2 separate regions of the Mus musculus genome follow, and region 2 is linked to region 1. Evidence: chromatin contacts called from public Hi-C data. All regions are on one chromosome and are shown on one strand. Each heading gives the region's core, a stretch centred on a gene start, on an enhancer-like site or on the middle of the called end of the contact. The rest is flanking DNA. Distances are from core to core; before and after follow the strand shown. Region 1 holds the start of Eya4 (EYA transcriptional coactivator and phosphatase 4). Region 2 has its middle 28 kb from the start of Gm47843.

Region 1 (6,442 bases), core at 614-3,113:
AGGAATGCACTCTGGGTAATGCTCCCAAGGCTGCAAAGCACCACCAGAAACCCTTCCACTCAGAGAGCCAGAAAGGGGGAAGTTAGGCCTGGCCTGGCTCAAGCTCCCTGAAACTGATCTGTGGGAGAAACAGCCAATAAGCAAGCAGAGGGAAGACACTACCTTTATCAGCTTAAATTTAAAGCCCCAGCATCTTTTCCATTTCCTCTTAATCATTGTAGACAATGCCCCGCTCATTAAAAACAAATATTCAGCATGGATTTTCCTTTTAAACTAGAGTTCAGGGCTCCTGTTAGTAACATAAAACCAAGCTCAAGTGAAGGATGAAATTTGTTTCTGAAAAAAGTCCAGAATATCATTTAGTTGATAAAAATATTAAAACTAGATTTTCTTCGAAGTGGAGTGGTTTTTTTTTTTTTTTCATCCCTATGGCCATATCTAAGGCAGCGTTGTTGCTAGAGATGACTTGATTTTCTTTGGGAAAAATTATTTTGATTTCTTTGGGCCTTGGTTATCTTTTATACAGCTTTAATAACTATTAGGAAATTAATTAAACAAACACGCGTGAACCACAAGTGAGCAGTACAGCAACTGACAATAAATTCAAAATGAGTTGATACACATTATCAAAGTATCAGGACAGATGTTACTGATGGAGACAATGGGCTTTAGGGAAAGGTGGGGTTATATGGGAGTAATATTTGGGGATTGTCTTTGCTTTGGTCCAAGAGTGTGATATTTATATTTGTCTGTGAAATATGAAATCCAATGTAGGTACAAAAGACATCAACAGAAGGCATAGGCTCAAAATGCCATTTCAGCAGTGTGCCCTGAGCAGTTCTGACTGGCCTTTGGAAGTCACTGCAGTCTGACCTTTGGGCGCCTGGGAGGGGCGCCTATAGCTGCGCCCGGCCTGGAAGGGGCCCAGGCACTTCCCAGTGCTGCCCGTCTGCACGCTGCTAACTCCTTCATCGCTTCCATCTCCAGGAAAAAGCTCTTTCCTAAATCCAGAGCAAGCTTTGGGCTGGTGTCAGTTGGCGTTTAACTTTGTTGCAAGTGGACTAGAGTCCCTTCTGCCTCCTCTCTTGGGGTAAGTGGCAAGGAGTCCGACTGAGGGCCTGTAGCTCGCACAGGGTAGTTAGGGGACCGCCGCCCAGAAGCAGGTGGGGGACCGAGGAGCCCGGTGGCGGGCTGGTCCCTTCAGTCTAAAGGCCTCGGTGGCCAGCGCCAGGCGGGGTGGGGGCGGGGTGAGGCGGCGCAGAGGGCGCGGAGATTACCGCGGCGCCACCAGAGACGCGCAGAGCCGGGGAGCCCCGGAGGTCCCCCCACGCGAGACCTCAAAAAAGAAAAAAAAAGCCGATGATAACAGGCAGTTTCCAGAGATCGAATAAAAAGAGAGGGCTTCTGCGCCCGCCAAGATCTCCTGCTCTTCCGGCGGCCTGCCGGGAGGCCCCCAGCGGCCACCCTAGCCCCAGGACGCAGGCGGCGACGTCCCCCCCCAACCCCCCCACATCCCGCCTCCTGCCTCTAGGCTCCAGCTCCGCGCGCTAGGGAGAGGCTGCCCGCGGCGCGGCGCACGCTCCGGCGGCTCCCGGCTTGCGCGCAAACCTTTCCCGGTCGGCGCCCTAGAGAGGGGACTGAGCGGCGGGGACCTGCGGAGGGACGCCCGGCCACCCGGCGCGCGCGCGCTTTCTCTTTTCTTCTGCTCGCTAACGCCGCTCGGCTGCTCGGACTTTGGTTCGGCTCCTTTCGTCCTCCCCCCCCCCCCCTCGCAGCCGGCTCCCCCACCCCGCCCTGTTTCTCCCCCACTTGTGTAAGCTATTTGTTGGGGGTGGCCGAAAGGGATGTCCTGTTTTTACCAGAGACACAGCGCGAAGGGAAAACTTAGACACTGGAAGGAAAGCGAGTAAATACGTAGATCGGACCCGCAGATCACTGGCTGGGACAGACAATTGAACTTCGGGAGTCCAAGGCGGTCCGGGCCGCCAGAGGTGAGTGTCCTCTCTTCATCCGACCCGGTTTTTGAAGTCCAATGGAGGGGGGAGGTGTGTCCAGATTTGGATGATTCCCCCAAACTGTCCCCTAGAAAGTGCTAGCTAGACACTTTGTAGTGCGTGAATGGGGATCTGGGGATGGAGGTCGCGCGCAGGGAGAGTGTGTGAGCCTCGGAGTTCTCCCCGATGATCCAACAGCAGTGTCCCATGGCCAGGGTCCCTAGGACCTCAGTGGTACGCTCGCCCAGGAAGACCCTCAACGACCTGGTCCCCAGTAACCCCTCTTGTCTAGCGCCACAGGACCTGAGTGAGTCTCGCGTCGTCCCCGGGTGCGGATCCTACCTGCCTGCACCCTGTTCCCTGTCGCCCGGGAAGCTTACACCAGACTCTTCCCACTCCCACCCGGTGACATTTAATACTTTGTGATGACCTGCTACGTGGAGTAAGGGTGCTGCCTCACTCAGTGTCCCTTGGAGAGCCGTGGGCGCCTGGGTTTGCGTGAGGCCGGGAGCGCGTGTACCCAGAGGCCAAGCCCTGGTCTCCAGGTACCGGTCGCAGTCTAAACAGGGGGGGGGGGTCACTTTAATGGTTTTTACGTGGCGTGGACGAATGTCTCTTGCAGTGTGCCAGGGTCTGTGAAATTAGAGGCGCCTTGTCAGAGGAGTCGCGTTCATTGGCTCCAGGAGCGGATGCTGAGGAGCAATTCTAACTTCTCCAAAGCCAAGGACCAGGCTGGGGCGAGCAGGTTTCTCTCAGAGCTCACTGGATCTGGGGTGGCCTTGGCACTCTAAACGCTTGTAGAGCTTGGTCATCTGTGACTGGGAGACAGACTGTGTGAGCCCGTTTCGTTTTGCAAGCCACAGCAACCCCAAACTTTTCATTTTATTTTTCTATTAGCACTAAATTCTTTTCCTTTTTTCTTTGTATTCGAGATTCGCAATCTCTCTGAAAGAAACAAGGAGGTTTTGACTGAGCCTGGTGGCAGAGCGGTGGCAAAACTAAGGGAGTGCAGTTTGATTTTTGCCACCGTCCCCTTGTTTGGGATGTTAGCGCCTCAGCTCACATCTTTCAAGTTCCTGGGAGACTAACGGGGTTTGCGGTTTGGGTGGGATCGGCGTGGCCTTCTCCTTTTCTCCCGGACAACGCAGGGACCATTCAGGGAGCCTCCTGAACTCGAGGGCCCCCGTGGAAGGCGCGCATCCCCGCGCGGGGACAACCTAGGTGGCGGCTCACCAAGCGCGTGGCGTGTGTTTTGGTTTCTGCGCAGCTACACGTGGGGCACCTCCGTGTGCGTGTGTGTTGTGTACTTGATCTGTGAGAAGGTAACTGGAGTCTCGTGTTCAAACCCAGTGGGCCCTTGGCCATTAATTTGCTTTCCTGGCTGTCATTACAGACACTTCCAAAATCTGATACCTAAAGAGATCCAACAGGTTGGGTTTCACATTAAGAGCCCACACTTAACAGTTTTCTTTCTCCCTCACCCCCTTTGGCTCCGCACTCTGGGATCAACGTAATTGTTGGAGCGAAATACATCTTCTTGAATATGGTATTTTGTTGCTCTTCTCTTAGCGCCGCCTTTTTGCACCTATGAGCGTTTGTCAGTTTCAGCGAGGCTCCTGGGGGACTTAGGTGGGAGTCTTTAGGAGTGTTTAGCAACCCGGACTCCCATCAACAACTTCTGAAGTTTCATTTACCCGTGGGTGACTGACAGCGCTGAAAGTGGACTGTGGCTTTTTTGTTTGCTGAGTGCTTCTCTTTTAATTTAATTTAATTTTTTAAGTTTTAAGGACAAAACTTGTATTTGATACAATTTCCCAATAAAGTTTGATATTTAAGTAGAAACGGTACCTACTTTTTATTTTACTTTAAAAAAAACAACATATATTTTTGTCAGACTTATACCTGAGAAACAAAATTTAGCAGAGGCTGAAGGGAAAGAATTCTAAAACAAAATAATTTGATATGCTTTATGGTGCATTTTAAGACATTTGCATTCAAAGACATTTGTACTTAAAAAAATATATTATCCCAAGAAATTTTTAAAAAGCAATAGCAATGTAAGACAGACTGTTTTGTGTGGAAGGACTGCCAGAGTGAGTTGCAATAATATCCAACATAGATAAAAACTGTAAAAACAATTCCACCTTATTAAAGGCTGTAAGTAATCCAAAGGGAAACATTTTTGTAATGTCCGCACATGAATGTTAAAAACAAACCGACATCAAAATCTTCGCTATTAACATCTGAACTGGCTTGAAATCTCATATTCTAATGAGTGATTCCTTGTCCTTCCTAGTAAGGGTATGTCTGAAAAGAACCTGGTTTTCAAAAGCCTGCTGCTCCCTGACTTCGTGAAATAGACGAACGTGAACACAGCACACTGCCTTCCTGTTTTAAGACCACCTCATCCAAGGGAATTTCACAGTTATAAGTGGAAGGGCTATTCAGTTTTTCCCCTTTTGTTTATGTTTATTTCATTGAATATTACAATTTTCTCATTTCCAAAACAAAACTGTGTATCTGTGTTCATAAGTAGCATAGCGTTGGCTAGCACATTCCAGTAAAAAAACTTCAAAACACTGCAACTTGTGTAAAAAATAAATTTATTTAAGAACAGTTTTGTTCTCATTAAGAAACACAAACATGGACATTTGGGCATTTTCTAGAAACTGGAAGGAAAAAAAGTCTTTGTAGAGAAGTTCATTTTTGAAGATTTGCCGATATCTCTGGGTTAAAAAGAAAGCATATTCTCCATCTCTAAATTTTCTTTTATTTATCTTGTGATTTGTGGTGTAAATAAATTTTACACACCCATAGGAAATACAGTGTCCAGTTTCATGTTTTTCGTCACTGATGCAAGCTCTGTGTGGCTGATGCCATATCTAAAAATACATTTATGTGGCTTTATTAAATGTGATGAACCCAAGTTAAATTGAGTAGAAACTTTGAAAGGGTAAGATGCTAGAAACCCCCATGGCTGTTGATAGAGAAGCTAGCGCCCTGGAAAACATGCACGTTCTAACTTTTAGATAACAAACTTAAGCTTTGTTAGCTTCCATGCAGCGGAAGCTCACAGGTTTCATGCAGAATTCAAGAAGAAAGATAATCCCTTTTGAGATTCAGTAAAGTGCTAAGTAATTTAAGAATGTGAGCATTTATGATGTTTTTACATTATCTCCTGTATTTTTTTCCTATGGGGTAAACTTAAGAATACTCAGTGTTCAGTAAGAACAGGCCCCTGTTACAGGGGGCTTATTCACCATAGTTCTGTACTGCAGCTGCTGATCATATTTCACGGAGCTGTTAAAGCACTTAAAACCTAAAATTAGGTACTGTCTGGTTGTAAATATTTCAGATCACTCATTTGAGAAACAAACAGAAAAGTCTGTTATCAAAAGTATGGAATTCTGTCATGGAGGAGCTGGGCAAACCTTTACGAAACACCTTGTTATCATCTTAGTGGGAATATAACCCTGACAGTTTCTTTTTCGGATGGACATTATCCTTCCATACTCTCGACTCTTACACTGTGTGTCTCAGTAGACTATCTTAAACTAATTGTATTCAGAAGTACAGTCGGGGGATTTTATTACAACGGTTACCGGGTGAAAGAAATCAACACCACCCAGAATGGGGTGGCAGTGCTGAGTACCTGCTCCTCTCATGGAATTTTCCTGGTGAACTTAGAAAGGACATGCTCTCTCAGGCATTTGTCCTCCTCCGGATGGGTTAGGTGCAAGGATGTCTTTAAGTGTTACCATGTTTAATGCTACATTTCACAGCTTGGTGTGTCTGAGTGAGACGAACTGAATATTCATTAAATTGTGCATGGAGCCAAGCCTGGCGTCACTTAGCCTGAACTTGAGTGGGAGAAAATAAACAAGAGCCCCATATTCAAAAGTGTCACAAGCCACTTTGCTGGCTTTAAGAGGTCTGAAGATTTTGTAAACACTACTGTCACTTAATAGTGCTGTGGCACACACAGTACATCAGCGTGTGCTCTAGTCACTTTCCTCTGCACTTCCTGGGGACTTTTCTTGCTCTCCCCATGTGTTTGCTGTAAAAGGATGCAATTTTTTTTTGAATGTACCACTATCCTTAGAGATGAAGCCGATAACAAACAAACAAAAACAAAACAAAACACAGCAAAAACAGAACCCTTTTGGGTCGCCAAGCCTACATTTATAGGGACATTTAAGACAGTTTCAAAGAGTCACTTCTAAGTCTCCGGGAACCTTTTCTGTCATTGAAAGGTGCTAATTGATCTTAGCTCTGACCTAATAGTCTAGTTTGATATTTGAGACTTATCAGTATTGGTTTAGCCCTTTTCTCATCCTTTCATGGTCGATAAAGAAAGAGACCCTGTGAAAATATCAGAAATGCTTTCCTATGTCAAGCATTTTAATAAAGTGTTCATAATTTAAAACAGTTTACATGCAGTAAGCTAT
Region 2 (7,026 bases), core at 775-3,274, 200 kb before region 1:
ATTGGGTAATGTATGCAAAATGCTTCATATCATGCATACTGTTTGAAGAAGTAGGCAGATCATAATTCTCCCAAGTAGCTCATGGTTTGGATTTGATGCTGCCTCTTTCCTTTCACTGTCTTGATTGATTTGATTGATTGATTGATTGGTTGATGGATGGATTTATTTATTTATCTATTATTTTTACTATGAACCCATTTGTTGTTGTTGTGTTTGTATTATTGTCTAACTCTGCATTGGCAGGAAGGTAATCTTTCAAAAACATGACATTATGATAATCATAGTAAGTTTTTGATCTGTCCACAGAGATGGAAGGTACTGACTCTGGAAAAGCGGGGCCTGAGTTAACAAACTGGAGACCGAATTTCCTGTAGCCCTGATTGAAAGTGACGAAGGAAAAGTCTTTGTAAAAAAACTTGAAGTTAAGTTTATTCAGCCTATCGGTGAGTGGCTGGGCAAGACACAGTGTTAGGAGCCAGTACAGTCATGTTTTGTATGTAAGCATTAAAGACTTTCAGCACTTATTTCTAGAACTGTCCTGAGACTCTCTGCGTTTCGGGGCCAGATTTCTGTTAGTCCTATGAGCAAAAGTCAGATTGATTGATGTCTGTGTGGGCCCTGGCTGCCGGTCAGACAGGCTTAAGCAAAGGATGAGCTTTCGGAGGGAAACTAGGCCACACAGGGACACTTTCCGATGCACCCTGAATCACAGGTCCTGCTGCTGCACCTTCATAGCTGTTCTCACAACTGTGGCCCCTGTAATTTAGGTCCAGCACTGGCATTTCCTGCTCTGAGTAGACTGCCTTTAAGGTAGACATTTCTTATCATTAAAAAAACAAAACAAACAATTTTTAAAAAGGTTACTCTGCTGCCAATAAAAGCAAACAAATGACAGTTGGTGTCCATGACTAACCTGTGACCCACCTCTCGATCACCAGGAAGCAAAACTCAGGATGGCATGCAAGCACGGATCCCCTCTTAGGGAGCACAGAAAAGGGGCATACACTTCAGGGAGCTGCAGCAGGCTTTCACCCCACTTTAAATTCAGGGCAGTGGTAGAAACAATGCCCAGGAGTGGAAAGGGCCCAGGGCCTTTGGAGGCCCACTGGGGCATCACATTACAGGGCCCCAGGGACTGGAGAAAGGAACATTTGGCTCTCATTACAGAACAAAGGGACAGGGTGCTGGAAAACAGAGCAAATCTGGGTCAGAGGTACCTGACTGTCCCACAGGTGCCGCTGTCAATTCGCACATCTCCACTCACAGGGAGCCTCCCAAAGCTGTCCCTCAAGACCACCTCTGCCAACAATAACATTTTACCAGGAACACAGCTTGTCAAATCCTGCATTACAGAGGGGCCGCGGTGTGGTGGAAATGGAGTTTTCCCAGGGGCAAGGCTCACTGCCATGAGAAGTCTGCGCTATTAGCACACGATTTCCACTAAATCACCTCCTAATATCCCACCATTTTTACAGAACGTTGTTATGCAAGCATTTCTGTAATACACGGTTGACTTTCTGTCAGGGGGTGAAGAAGGGGAGAGGAAAAAGTCTGATTCCTATGAAAGATGATTTTCTTCTCAGGGGTCAGCATGTAAACTGTTCATCTAAACTCTGAAAACCTTGTGTATAATTGTTAGAGGACGCGCTGTTTTCCTCCTTTCAATCTTTCCTTTCTAATCAACCAGCCGTTGCTCACTTTCCTCCTAACATCACTGATGGAGCAGTACTCTGATAACGAGGAGGATGTGTGTGTGTGTGTGTGTGTGTGTGTGTGTGTGTGGTTGTATGCTAGTAAGTAATCGGTCCTTTAAAATAACATTGGTGGGATTTTCTCCTCTCTTTAGAAATCATCTCTCCAGTTGCAACGGGGAGAGATTGACTGTGACGTCATGTTGCTCACAGATCTACCACCTTCCCACCCGAAAGTTATAACTGTATTTTAAGTCCTTAACAGTGAAGGCCCAGAAGTGCTGGCCAAGGGTGCGTTTTTATCTGCAACAATATACATGTGTATGAGGCAGGCAAGCAGGCCTTGGGTATTTGCAGAGGTCCTGTTATGTGGTGGTTGTGATGAAAATAGGCTTAGTGACTGTAACAGCTGGCGATTTATTAGCAAACCTGGCCCTACTAAAAAAATATGGAAAATCAGAATTGATGTGGAGTGCTAATCGCAAATCCTTTATATTAGCAAGGCTTCTGTATTGTGTTAACTTTTACTACTGCAAGGAGCAGGCATCCTCATGAAGCAAAAGGGTGGGAAATGAACTTCCCTTTGTCAAACAGCTCTGCCCTGGGATCTAGCCCACATCTCCGAGGGTCATGCAGCCACAGGACGAAGCTGATAGCGTTCAGATGTCACTAGTGTCATGTTTGAGAATCCTCAATCCAGGCTAAGAGCAGATTACCTTTTCCATCTGAATTTACAGCAGAGCTTTCTCCAGGCATATCTTCCCCAGAAAGCAGCTTTTCTTTGTGGCTGGGTTTTTTATACACGGTAATTGAAAACAACACATTTTCTGCTGCCAACTGGAGTGACCAGGGTGAGCACTCTCTCTTTCCACTTTAGATTTAACAACGTGACGGTGGATGGGCCAAGAGACGTGCTCGGAGTATTCAAAATGAAAAACACCAGAACACAACCGTTATTTTATGAAAGAGACTGGAAAATGGTTAGTAAAGAAGTCACAGATGTGCTTCACAGACGAATGGGAGCCAACGCTAGAACTGCATTCTCCAAAGAGCTAGGCGAGCTCAGTGGATTCTTAACTCTGCTCAGGGTGTTTCCTTTCTCAGTGCTGTGGCTTGATTAGAGGCTGTGTTCATTTAACCAAGTATCTGTATACACACGGCTGCAAAGGCTTGTGATACATATATGATACATATATGTGCTTATGTGCACTTCTAGCAGACATGCTATGGACAATAGTCATTTACATACATTTACCTACATAAAAAACAAAAAAAGTAAAACAGAAAGGTTACTAATTGGGGTCTTGAGTTAGAAAACATCATTTGAAATTGCTGTCCAAGAATATAGATACCAAAACAGGAATTCATTTGGCTCACTCAAAATGGAGCTTTCATTTTTTTATTAAAATATAAAACAAACAAATAAAAAACCTTTAATTACAAACTACTCACTTTTTATTTCCTCCTCCTCTTCCTCTTCCTCCTCCTCCTCCTCTTCTTCCTCTTCCTCCTCCTACTCTTCTTCCATTTTTTTCTTTTTTTTTTCCCATTTTTTATTAGGTATTTAGCTCATTTACATTTCCAATGCTATACCAAAAATCCCCCATACCCACCCACCCCCACTCCCCTACCCATCCACTCCCCCTTTTTGGCCCTGGCGTTCCCCTGTACTGGGGCATATAAAGTTTGCGTGTCCAATGGGCCTCTCTTTCCAGTGATGGCCAACTAGGCCATCTTTTGATACATATGCAGCTAGAGTCAAGAGCTCCGGGGTACTGGTTAGTTCATAATGTTGTTCCCATTTTTTTCAAGACAGGGTTTTTCTGTGTAGCCCTGGCTGTCCTGGAACTGGCTCTGTAGACCAGGCAGGCCTTGAACTCAGAGATCCACCTGCCTCTGCCTCCTGAGTACTGGAATTAAAGGTGTGCGCCACCCCTGCCCAGCTGATTTACCATTCACCAGAAAGCATAAGCTATTTTGAGCTCAAGGCTCCTCAAAGACTGGGTCTTGTTTCTCAGGTGCACAAAGCTTCATTCAATGTAACTAAAGAGCTATGTTTAATCCAAAGGAAAAAAAAAAGAATGAAGTTTGTTCATGGTATATGTGTTCATGTTTTTTCAGTGCTGGGTTTTGAACTTAGGGCTTTAATAGATGTTTGGTAAGTATCTTACTATGAAGCTACAACCTCGACCTATTATATAAGTTCTCAAAGATAAGATTTGTCTTTTGTATACAGAAATATTTAAAATATAAAATAATCTTTTTAAAAATACGATTGATTTATGTATGTGAGTACACTGTAGCTGTCTTCAGACACACCAGTAGAGAGCATCGGATCCCATTACAGATGGTTGTGAGTCACCATGTGGTTGCTGGGAATTGAACTCAGCACCTCTGGAAGAACAGTCAGGGCTCTTAACTACTAAGCCACCTGTTTCCTAAGGAATCTTTTTTATGTATTATTTTTGGCTTAAGCTTTAACATCAACATATTTTAATAAATAAAATTGAAAGTAGAATTACAATTTTACCCAAGTGACTACCTTTCAGTTCGTATATGTGCTTATGTGAGATATTACTTATAACAGTAAACTAGGTACACATAAACACTTAGACTCGCCAAATGGTGCTGACTGGCTGTCATGCACAGCTACTGCTACAGCAGAAGAAACGTCTATGCTCTGATACCTTCAGCAATCCTAGGAAGGAGCAGAGCACAGCACTGGAACCAGAACTGCGTCTTTGGGTCTGTATTTGCTTCTGTGAAGAGTTTCCCAGGATACGTCGAGGTGGTTCCAAACCTTAGTAAAGACTCAAGCTTTGATGAATTTGTATTATAAGTGTCCTTTTTGAAGGGCTTCATCTAAAAGTGTAGCTACTTCAGTTCTCCATCTGCTATCCATATAGCTCTGATGGACCGAGGCAGATGCTTTGTTGTTGGATATTGATTACCAAGGTCCCGAGCTCCCTCATTGCGTGTGGCATCTCAGGCAGTATCTAAGCACTTGATAATTAGAGATGGATTTAATCTTGGTAACACCATGAGATAGGTCATCTTAAGTCATTTTGCCCATTTACTGAGGCTGTTGTTGTTTACGGAAACCATGTGGATGTGGGTTTCCCATGGCCAAATAGAAAGTTGGTTTTTAGTTCCATGCAGACTGGCAGCAGACTGCTTTGCTTTCTCATAGAATGGTCCAATAGAAGCACAGCGTCAGCCATATACTGTATGCTGTTGTAGCTTTTCTAATAGCCACAATGAAAAATAAATTTTAACTGAAATAATATTTACATATGTTACTCAGAGAAAACATGCTGAGTGTCAACACGATGATTGTATTCCACTGTGCCCATTTTAACACTGGAATTAATTAAAATGGAACTTCATATGAAAGTTCAGCCCCACAGTCACGCTAGCCACACGCTGAGTGGTCAACAAGCCACACGCTGAGTGGTCAACAGTGTAGCGCGACCATGGCTGTGAAGACAGAGAATCTGCTTCATTAGCGATCAGTGGAGGATGGACAGAAGCATGGAAGATGAAGCTGGAGAAGCATGGTCTCCACTGGTCCTCCAGAGACACAGCCATGGCCGAAGGAACAATAAACGTCGGCTCCCAACTGGGAACTTTGCAAAAGGCAAGATGGCATCTTTACCCATGTTGTTTTTTCATGGGCTTATGTTCTTCAAGCGGCTGTACGCCGATGGCTTCTCAAAGGGCATATTTGGCTGGCCAGAGCAGATGTAGGTATGAGAGGCATCTACCCAACCATCACTTGCGTGACCCCACCAACCTAGGCACATTTCACCACTCACACAATCAAATGCTTTTTAATTGAAAAAAAATCTTATTATGACTTCAAATAACCTTGAAAACTTTTTTCTATGATTTTATTTGATTATAGTTATATAAAGTATATTCATATTTATAGATATTTTATATTTTAACATATATAAGTATATACAAAATATATTTTATATAAATAAAATCTAAAAATTATATATAAATATTTACAGTTATTATATATATATATATATATATATAGAGAGAGAGAGAGAGAGAGAGAGAAACTTAAATTTTTTTCTACTTATTTATTTATTTACTATGTACCAAATCTAGGATCACACTTGTATTGAACATGTATTCTAACATCGAGTTAGAACAACCAGAACCCATTTTTAATAAAAACATAACCTATGTGCAGAAATGTACAGACTCATGAAATAAATAAATAAGAGATTAGCAACTAGGTTAAGAAACAGGAAAAAAAACCACTGTTTTTGGCTTTGTTGTTTTTTCACTAAGAGTCTAAACATAAATGAAGAGAAGTTATGAGGGATACATTTTAAAAATCTGATAAATTCAGATACATATACACACCTATATACTGAAATGCTATGTAGTCTACTCCTCACCCAAATAGAAAAAAAATCCTTTCATTTTTAATGAAGTAGATCAACACAGAAGGACAAATGACCTATGATATTTCTTATGTGGTATGGGCCAACTAAAAATGTGGAGCTCCGGAGAGCAGAGAGTTGAAAGGTCATTATTGGAGGATGGTTTGGGGAATGGAGAGAAGTTGATCCAAACAGTCCAGAATTTCAATGATCTGGGATGAAGAATGTTTGAAGATCCACTGTGCAGCAGGGAGACTTGCAGCTAACCACATGCCATGCTTCAGTTTGTAAAGGGAGTGTGTGTGTGTGTGTGTGTGTGTGTGTGTGTCCGTGTGTGTGTGTCCTATAAAACCCTGCCCACATGCTGGATGTGTTCATGAGCTGGGTGGCAGCAATCATTTCATAATGTGCATGTGTAGGAAACCAGCCAGCATTTTACTTCTTAAATACATTTAGTTTTTATTTATCAAATATACCCTCAAGAAACCCAGAAAAACAAGTTAAAATTTCTGCTTACATGTAGGAAGCATAAACACAGTTCCTATTTATACTATAACCCAGAACTGATTTAATTTGTTAGAAGTGGTAAGGTCATTTACACACTGCATTGACAACATCTACGGCAATAATTTTCTTATTTAATTATTTGAAAGTGAAATGCAAAACTACTGTCGTTTCCCAAATCACTTTTATAAACTGGTAACGATACTATCAACTGTGGATAATTTATTTTTAGTGTTTTGTTGTTATCTTTGGAAGGAGATATATTTAAATGACAATTAATATACTTTGGACTTCTGTGAATAGGAAATCTTGTGAAAAAAAGAAAAGAAAGAATAAAATAAAAAGAAAAGGAACTTTGGAGTCTGCAGACCTGGATTTTAATTCAGGTTCACTGTTGAAAAGCAGTTTCTGTTCAGGCTTAAAAGTTTTAT

Evidence for each region. Hi-C and Micro-C count contacts between places; a contact is called where the count stands out from the background.
Region 2: a contact with region 1 is called in a Hi-C map of muscle stem cells, with 2.3 times the contacts expected there. The contact joins the enhancer-like site here to the promoter of Eya4 in region 1. A contact is called at or near these places in 5 of 39 promoter capture datasets (the 3T3-L1 cell line, cranial neural crest, frontonasal cranial neural crest and 1 more), 5 of 484 Hi-C or Micro-C datasets (embryonic fibroblasts, muscle stem cells, myocytes and 1 more) and 4 of 115 datasets of contacts at active chromatin or transcription factors (craniofacial prominence, embryonic limb bud, embryonic stem cells and 1 more).

What each region holds. Positions count from the first base shown.
Region 1 is chr10:23,345,311-23,351,752 of GRCm38.p6, reverse strand. It overlaps Eya4 (EYA transcriptional coactivator and phosphatase 4), which reads left to right and starts at 1,863. Exons shown (of 19, transcript NM_001347372.1): 1 at 1,863-1,991.
Region 2 is chr10:23,543,514-23,550,539 of GRCm38.p6, reverse strand. No RefSeq gene overlaps it. Among named protein-coding and RNA genes, the nearest start is that of Gm47843, 28 kb to the left of the region's middle. Within about 2 kb of position 2,024, at least 20 of the 459 cell types and tissues checked have an H3K27ac peak or open chromatin away from gene starts, as enhancers often do. A contact at or near this core is called in muscle stem cells, where this site is marked.